Linked DNA regions of Salmo salar: region 1 is linked to region 2. A link is a contact called in public Hi-C data. All regions are on one chromosome and are shown on one strand. The core of a region is the stretch at or near the end of the contact, and the rest is flanking DNA. Distances in the headings are between cores, read along the strand shown. Region 1 holds the start of angel2 (angel homolog 2 (Drosophila)). Region 2 holds the start of adat2 (adenosine deaminase tRNA specific 2).

The links. Hi-C and Micro-C count contacts between places; a contact is called where the count stands out from the background.
Region 1: a Hi-C map of gill shows a contact between it and region 2, with 2.2 times the contacts expected there. The contact joins the promoter of angel2 here to the promoter of adat2 in region 2. A contact is called at or near these places in 2 of 3 Hi-C or Micro-C datasets (blood and gill).

The regions. Positions count from the first base shown.
Region 1 is chrssa15:40,550,534-40,555,364 of Ssal_v3.1, reverse strand. angel2 (angel homolog 2 (Drosophila)) reads left to right here and starts at 1,851. Exons shown (of 9, transcript XM_014144512.2): 1 at 1,851-2,038; 2 at 2,281-2,774; 3 at 2,932-3,161; 4 at 3,417-3,486; 5 at 3,883-4,304; 6 at 4,635-4,743. The coding sequence starts at 1,989. It overlaps galnt14 (UDP-N-acetyl-alpha-D-galactosamine:polypeptide N-acetylgalactosaminyltransferase 14 (GalNAc-T14)), which reads left to right. Exons shown (of 14, transcript XM_014144515.2): 14 at 1-1,047.
Region 2 is chrssa15:40,420,278-40,424,575 of Ssal_v3.1, reverse strand. adat2 (adenosine deaminase tRNA specific 2) reads left to right here and starts at 1,623. Exons shown (of 6, transcript XM_014144503.2): 1 at 1,623-1,864; 2 at 2,340-2,444; 3 at 2,840-2,990; 4 at 4,292-4,298. The coding sequence starts at 1,766. pex3 (peroxisomal biogenesis factor 3) reads right to left here and starts at 1,622. Exons shown (of 12, transcript XM_014144501.2): 1 at 1,355-1,622; 2 at 941-1,072; 3 at 686-767; 4 at 544-587; 5 at 312-433; 6 at 16-82. The coding sequence starts at 1,427.

The sequences.
Region 1 (4,831 bases), core at 602-3,101, 130 kb before region 2:
GACTTGGACTGACATCAGCACATTCAATTGTTCAACACGACACTCAGCAGCAGTGGTGGAAAAAGTACTCAATTGTCATACTTGAGTAAAAGTAAAGATACATTAATAGAAAATGACTCAAATAAAAGTAAAAGTCACCCAGTAAAATACTACTTGAGTAAAAGTCTAAAAGTATTAGGTTTTAAATGTGCGTAAGTATCAAAAGTAAATGTAATTGCTAAAATATGCTTAAGTATCAAAAGTAAAAGTATAAATCATTGCACATTCCTTATATTAAGCAAACCAGAGGGCACTGTTTAAAATATATATATATTTAAGGATAGCCAGGGTCACACTCGAACACTTAGACATCATTTACAAATGAAGCATTTGTGTTTAGTGAGTCCGTCAGATCAGAGGCAGGAGGGATGTTCTCTTGACAATTTTCCTGTCCTGCTAAGCATTCGAAATGTAACAAGTACTTTTGGCTGTGAGGGAAATAAAAGGACATTATTTTCTTTAGGAATGTAGTGAAGTCAAAGTAAAAGTTGTCAAAAATATAAATAATAAAATAAAGTACAGATACCCCAAAAAGTAGTACTTTAAAGTATTTTTACTTAAGTACTTTACACCACTGCTCAGCAGGGCTGAAGTCATGTATTCTGGGCTAATATACTGTAGATGGAAATACAGGGGACACACTTTTTCATTGCTGTTGTCATTGAAACACATGTGGTCTGTCACTCACAACTATTTTTCTAACTTCTGCTTCAAATGTAGAAATCCTGTCTTCGTAATGGCATTTCAATGGTGATCTAATATGGGATGGTTTGCCGTTATAGTGGAATTTGTGACAGCAAATTGAATGCACATGTCAAATGACAATATTTTTATATCCTAATTTAGGATTTGTGAAAAACATTTAATGATTTGCATTTCTTTTTCATTGAAATGGAGATGATCTTTACACAAAATGTCTATGATCCTGAAAACACACACACACAGACACACATACTGTAATAGCCACTGTTGCGATGTCAAAACTGGAAATAAAAGAAATACAGAACACTTTTGTTATTATTTTTGTGTTCGTCAGTGATACATGTAAACTATGTAAGGTTATTGCTAACATTTTATAATGGAGAAGGTGGAATGGCCCCTTCCCTGATGAATTACAGTTTCAGTATAATTAGTATAAATGTTTTTCAATTATTCAACTACTTAAATATTTTATGATGCTACTGGTACCAGCACAGCACTGGCAGCTCGGTCGGCATTACCAGCATCTTCCAGTGCGGTGCAGCGACACATCAACCCATTGAGGAATAGACCACAATGTTCCGCATATCAATGGATTTACAAAGCCAGACGAACGTCAAGAGGTGTTGACCGCAACACGGCTTAAATTGAAGGATTTCAGAATAAATAGCCTAATAACCTCTCACTCAAAGGAAAATGCCTGGCTAACTTCTACGGGTAAACGATCATTCGCAGGTATGTTATGTCACGCTATCAGATATACCGGCCGGTGTAATGTTAGCAATAGCTAACTGGTGCCCTTGTTATTTGGTTAAGACATTTTCTAAATAAACTAGTCTTTGTCGAGCGCATTTTGCTAATCAATTACGATTATTTTCTCTGAAATCTGTCCAATAATACAATTGTATAGTCTACTGAATTCTTTACAATTTGAAAGTGACATTTGTAGAGTTTTCGATGTCCTCCGTTATGACATTTTTGTCTGCATCGTATTGGAACATAATGGTAGATGTAGTTTCTTCCGGTACATTTTATTACGTTGGATTGGAGATTCATGATGGAAAACACTACATATCCCATGACAATGAACGGAGCGCTTTGTTATTGCGTCATGTTTACATACGTCATAATTTGAGGACACGAAAATGGCCTACTGAAATTCGCTGAAGGACTAGATTCCGGTTTGTTTTTGGCAGAAACACTTGTTCGCTGTGTTGCAGAATACACTGTGATGTTTGCAGATATTATTCATGTCTCGACATCAAAACCTAAATCATGTCTATCCAAACGTTGACCGAAAGTAAGTTGTAACGCTCATTTCAGACAACTAAACAGCTAGCTATTGTGATTATGCTAACTAGCTACCTAGCTTAGCCAGCTAATATGGTTGGTGGTCATAATCACCAACACAGGTAGTTCGTTCGCCTATGCAAATCTTTGTGCTATTGAATGACAGGATTAGTTATTAAAAAGAAAACGCATCCCCCCCAGCTATGCGTTGCTGCTTGCTTGATCTGAGTGCATATAATTTCTCTCCCGCAGTCAACCCATGTTTTCTCGACACCTGACCGCGTTTGGCTCTCACTGGTTGCCCCCAACTCAGGCCCCATTGGGCGGCTGGAGGAACATACAATTCCCCAGTTATCCATGTCGGCCGGGTGTGCCCCCTTCACCTCAACTCTTCCACCCCACCAGGCACCTCTCAGGGGCCTTCCAACCTCAAGATACCCACAACACCAACTGGACAAGACAACAGTCCAAACAACACCTCCCACCAGGGTTCCCTTTTCACGGTTTTCCTCATCGACACTTCCACCTTGGACTGATGGAGTGCTCAGACAAGGAGCCTCCATACAAGCGGAGGAGGAGTTCAGAGGAGAGGGCTCCAGGGGATAGGTCCAAGGGCTCCCCCAAACGAGAGTACGCACCAAGACAGGCTCACAGTGCCACAACCAGCCCCAACTACTGGTTCAAAGACGGGAAACCACCACCACCACCAGCACCTCCTGGGACAAGTCCACCAAGACAGGCATTGGGTAATACTTCGGTTTCAAAAACTGCCGCTTTTCTTGAAAACACCGTTATTCTTTGATCTGGAATGAACCTGAGGTGGATTAGGTTTAGTCCAATATGGGCCCTGTCAAGCAGTGTCAATAACTTTATAACCATATTGTTTTGTTTGTGCCTTTCCAGAGCTGAAGAGACAATGGGAGGACTTTTCACACTGCTATAAGTCCAGACCACAGTCTGGTGGTGGGAGGCAAGAACCACCCTTTGAGTTCTCTGTGATGTCGTATAACATCCTCTCCCAGGACCTACTACATGACAATAACTACCTGTACAAACACTGTAGCTCCTCCATCCTCAACTGGAATCACAGGCTCTCCAACATCCTGAAAGAGCTCAAAGAGCACAACGCAGATGTAAGTGAATGGCTTATGAATCATTACTGATGGTACAAGAAAGTATCTCCCACCATTTACATGATCTATTAGCTTGTGATCGATTCAGATTTACCAACATTGATTATCATCACAAGGAACAGAGAACACAACATAGTGGCCCTGTTTTGACTAGTTTAAGTCCCTATCCCTTAGAGCAAGTCAAAGTAGTGATGACACTGATTGTTTTAATGTTAGATGTGTACTGTGGAATGAAGTCAAACTTTGTCTCTATAGATAATGTGTCTGCAGGAGGTTCAAGAGGACCACTATGAAAAACAGATCAAACCCTCTCTAGAAGCATTAGGTAATGCCCCCTGTTAGTCCCTTGCTGTTTTGTGCTCGGTGTTGCCCTTATTGTTTTGTTTACTAAGCCTATTCTTTTGAGCTGTAGCTCTGCCTATTGAAATTGGAAAGCCTGTCAAAATAATACAAAGGAAACTGCAAGTGATATTGCCTTTGGAGGTTACATATAATATGACCACTAGAGGGAGCCACAGGCATAGATAATTCATATTTTCTCAAACCACTTGGTTTTCCTGAAGAAAATGAAGTAGCACGAGCGCTTCAGCTATTCCAAAACATATTTCCTCTTTCAATAATTAAAAAAACATAGAAAATGTAGAAGACTTCAATCACAGTTTATGAGTAATGTGTCCTATTTTCTTTGATGTAATGATTTATTTCCCATTTCTTTCCCCAGGTTACCAGTGTGAGTACAAGAGAAGGACAGGCAGGAAGCCTGACGGCTGTGCCGTGGTCTATAAGAAGGACCGCTTCTCCCTGCTGTCCAGTCACCCAGTGGAATACTTCCGCCGGGGCATCCCCCTGCTAGACCGGGATAACGTGGGCCTGGTGCTGTTACTGCGCCCCACGGGATCCTCCAGGCCGGAGGACTGCGTTTGTGTGGCCAATACACACCTCCTGTACAACCCCCGGCGCGGGGACATTAAGCTGGCCCAGTTGGCCATGCTGCTGGCAGAGATCAGTACAGTGTCCCGCCTCCCTGACGGCAGCTCCTGTCCCATCGTCCTCTGTGGGGACTTTAACTCTGTGCCCTGGTCTCCCCTGTACAGCTTTGTTAGGGAGAGCAGGCTGGAGTATGACGGTATTCCCATAGGCAAGGTGAGGGCCATCATCTACACACCCAGCCTCTTTCTGTCACTTTCTGCAGTGAGATAATAAGCTCTGTGGCTGAAACTGATTACTGCAGAGGGAACATAATGTTCAGAGAGAGCTGCTATGAAATGTGAGCTGCTATGAAATGTTCCTTGAGCTCTTCTCTGTAAGTCATCATGCTCTAGTATTTCTCATTCATTTTCAACCTGGGTTGAAAGCCCGTTCGGTGTGATTTTTATGCTTACCACCAAATAACCGCATTAGTGTACAGCAAGTTGATTTACTGCGCTAATCAAAACGGTGTGAACCTATCTTGAAACAACAGTGTGTGTGCAGGTGTCAGGGCAGGAGGAGAATCCCAGAGGCCAGCGGATCCTGACCGTGCCCATTTGGCCCCTTAGCCTGGGTGTCACCCAGCAGTGCCAGTATGCAACTGCCCCTACAGGTGACCTATCACAGTCCATCCACCACACTGGCTCAGTGAAGAGCCTCAACACTGAGGAAATGCACCTTTCTCTCTTCTGATCGGTATA
Region 2 (4,298 bases), core at 374-2,873:
AGTAATTGTCATTACCATCCCCAAGGAGATGCTGGATGCTGGAGAGGTACTGTTGTTGCACGTCTGGAGGGGCCAAGGGCATCTGGTGGAACACAACACAAAAATTGCATTTATAGACCCCCCCCACATCTAACATTTAGGGGTGGTTTTATGGACACAGATGAAGCTAATTCCTGAACCCCCCAAAAAAACAACATTTTAAATAGAGATTCTCCATTTAGTTAGCTTTTTAGTCCAGTACTAGGCTAAATGTGTGTGTGGGAATTAAAACTACCCCATAGGGTACAAGAGATTGAAGCTTAAAGGCTTACCATTCCACTCTTGCTGACAGAGTTGTCCAAGTATAGGTAGCCACCAATGATATTGAGCTGGACACGGAGTAAAACAACCAACATACATGTACTGTACACAGCCACAACACTTCGGGTGAAACCTGGGGGAATAGGAAAAAGAGTGATTCCATTACATACCTGTATATCAAGTGATCAAATCACTTGAGTTATTGATTCACAACGTAATTGCTGTTAAGGAATAATAACTTACTGATAATCTTCAGGTCCTCCCATATGTCAAGTTTATTTGCTGGTCTAGAAGAGAAACAACAGATGTCATTAATACCTTAAACTAATAATTTTGCTTAACTATAGCTTAAGCAATTCCCTGACAGAGGTCATGAGACACTTACTTGCTCTTCAGCAGTGTAGTGAGGCTCTCAGAGTTTAGATGATGTAAAATGGCTTCTCTTAATGTAGGAAGCATTGACAACACTAACAAAAATAATAATAAAAAAGCATTAACAGGGTGTCAAACTGCACAAATAGGAATATGAATCAATACAGCAGTAACTCAATCACTTGACATAATGAGTGTTGCAGAAGATTTCTGGGACTGTTAGTAGGCTGAAGATGATGTGCCGATCAGGTAGACAGCAGTACTGTACCTGTCATGTTGCACGTTCTCTGGTTACTCTCGAAGTGGAACTGACGTCGGGCTTGAGCGATGTACTCTGATGCCTCTCGCTCCTGTATCTCTCGGATTTTCTTTTGAGCATATTTACCAAGAAAGTACACACCTGGAACAGGTGGAATAAGGTCATGGTAACTAGAATGAGATTAGCTATTAACTAGATTTACCTAACATGATTATCTTTCAGGACATTTATTTTCTATCCATTTACGTAACTTAGCTTCATATATGCATAATCTTCAAAGTTTACATTAAATATCTCTGATAAAGTCCAGACCCACACAGGTAAACATTATGGCTTGCTTGCCAACTTTTATAGATAATGTTAACGTTAGCAGTTGGCTAACTAGCTTAACGTTATCTTGATAGCGTAGCTAGCTAACGTTACCTCCGACAAAAGCTCCAGCGAAAATAAATTTCCTTTTGTGGCGTTTCAGAAAATTCCACGTGGACGAAAACATTTTCCAGACGATTTATAAAACAGAAGAAACAAAGCACCCAACCGTGTTATTTTCCACAGTCGCACATGACACGAATTTAAAGGCTAGCTACATGTCAAACACGGAGGTGGGAAGCAGCACGCTGAGCAAAGCAACATCGATTGATCGGTGTTTCTGCGATCATCTGCAAAAATAAATGCCTGCGTGGTCCGTCCAATATTATCTTCCCCTTCAACGCGCGCTTATTTGTTCCAGGCAGACCGTGGGGATTTTATAACTCTGTCGCATGAGCTCTCTATAATTGGAGTAGCTAGTTGGTGTAATCTAATTGATCTAGTTTCTCAGACTGTACATTCAACATGGGGACAGAGCATGGGGGGAATGATGTCGTTTCTAGAGAGAACTTTCAGCCATGTGCCGAAGACATACAGATGTGGATGGCTAATGCCTTTGACATGGTTGGTTTGGCATAGGGCAGCGTTTCCCAAAGTAGGTATTCGAGATCCCATGGGGTGCAGGTTCTGGTTATTGCCCTAACGCTACACCGCTAATTCAATTGATTAAAGCTTGATGATTAGTTGACTATTTGAATCAGCTTTGTAGTGTTAGGTCAAAAAACAAAACGTGCACTCCTTGGGGTCCCGAGGGCCAAGTTTGGGAAACCCTGGCATAGGTGCAGGACCTATAGCTACAATGCGCCGTTCATGGTCGGTGTTTAGTTCTTTATGGTTTTCAATAACTTTTAGAGAACGCCCCAAAAAATCTGTTACTTTTCTTTTGCGTTTTCACTATGAAGACGCAAAAGAAAAGGAACGGAACAGCGACCACTAACGGCGCATTTTGGCGAGGCAGGACAGGTCAATCCCACCAGTAAATTACAACACACTATTTTAAATGGTTGGTGTACTAATAATAATCTCCACCTCTTTACAGGCAAAAGAAGCTTTGGAGAATGGTGAGGTGCCTGTTGGATGTCTCATGGTCTACAACAATGAGATTCTTGGAAAGGGGAGAAATGAAGTGAATGAAACAAAAAATGTGAGTAACGTAATCATTTCAGCTGAGCTATCATAGGCAAACACATCTCCTCAATGGTTATTTGCTGTGATTATTGCCTTGCACGTTTCCAAACAAAGGCATTTACCAAAGCCATACCGGTACCCTAATCTAGTGGTTCTCAAGCCTCTCCTATTGGATTCCCAGACGTTTCACAATTTTGTTGAAGCCCTTTACTAGCTCACCTGGTTCACCTAGTCATGGGCTTGAGGATTAGTTGACAAGTTGAATCAGAAGTGTTTGATCTATTCCAGAGCAAGCACATGGAAGGGCTGGGGATCCTAGAGGAGAGGTTTGAGAACCACTGGAATCGTTCTCTTTATCCTATCCTTCCAACACCATGCCTGTTAATGTGTATCTGTCTCTGTGTGTTCCAGGCCACTCGCCATGCTGAGATGGTGGCTCTGGACCAGGTGCTGGAGTGGTGTTGTCATAGAGGCCTGGACCCCAGGACAGTGTGTGAGAGGACTGTGCTTTACGTGACTGTGGAGCCATGCATCATGTGTGCAGGAGCTCTTCGCCTGACCAGTATCTTTATGACCTCATCAACCAGTCTCCACTTGGGTTTACCTAGTTTACTGTAGCTTTTGTGTAGGTTCGTTGTGAGGATTTACCTCAAATGACTCTGTATAGGATGGCCAATCAAAAATTGATATTTTGGCCAATGGGTAAAATAATATGTTGTGTAGATAATCCTCCAAGAAAACCAATGGTCCAAACCTCATGTTTCTTATCATTATCCGTACCAAAATTATTGTAGTTTTCACCCTTGTAAGATGGGGGTGACTAAATCAATGGAGGCCAGAGGAAAAAAAAGTGGTAAAAAATCTGAAAAAACAGCTAGGCTGGATTCTGTGCAAGAATGAAGGTTACTGGCTATCTGACAGGCTGACTTTCCTGTTGAAATCGTCATCTTCTCGAATCCGCAGGACATAGATTAATATAGATGTAAAATGGTTTGAGTTTGAGACATTTTCATATTTTATACACGCTTTTCATATTCATTCGAAATTCCTGTTCTTTTCAGAAGATTTCTCACAAAAACAAGCGTATCTGTGAAATGTCAACGGAACACTGAGCGTATACCAAGCTTTTTATTTTCAGTCTTTCACATTTAATTCAGCTCGTGTCAAGCTAATTTAGCTTTTTGCGACCCGCTGAAACAACTTTGAAGACGACAAATGTAAAATCCTCAAATTGTTACGAGAAACCTGCTCCGCTATGTCTACAGAGCTCGGTGCTTATTATGGGATGTATTAGGTTAATTAGGTTACGAAATCTTACTTTTAGGATATCATGTTAATGATATGTTAGAGAAAGACCCCACTGAACGATTCAGAACATTTACAATCATGTCTTGGTAAAATGTATTTAATAACATAAGGAAGTGAAATTTCATCACCAAAGTGCGTTTTCACCCACTCTTGGAAGAGTGGGTGGACACCCTACTCTGTAGGACGTTTCTGAGAGCGAGTTTGTTTTGCCTGATGCCTCGGGTGGGTGGAGATTTCACTTCAGGCCCAATGGAATTTCTCCCCAATTTCGATCTTGTCTCATCGCTGCAACTCCCCAACGGGCGTGGGAGAGGCGAAGGCCGAGTCATGCGTCCTCCTAACCGCGCTTCTTAACACCCGCCCGCTTAACTTGGAAGCCAGCCGCACCAATGTGTCGGAGAAAACACAGTTCAACTGACCACGGAGGTCAGCCTGCAGGGGTCCGGCCCGCCACAAGGAGTCGCTAGAGCTTGATGAGCCAAGTCTGTAGTGCCTTAGACCGCTGTGTCACTCTGGAGGCCCCTCATTATCGGTTTTACCTTAACAGTGCAACAGACATTCC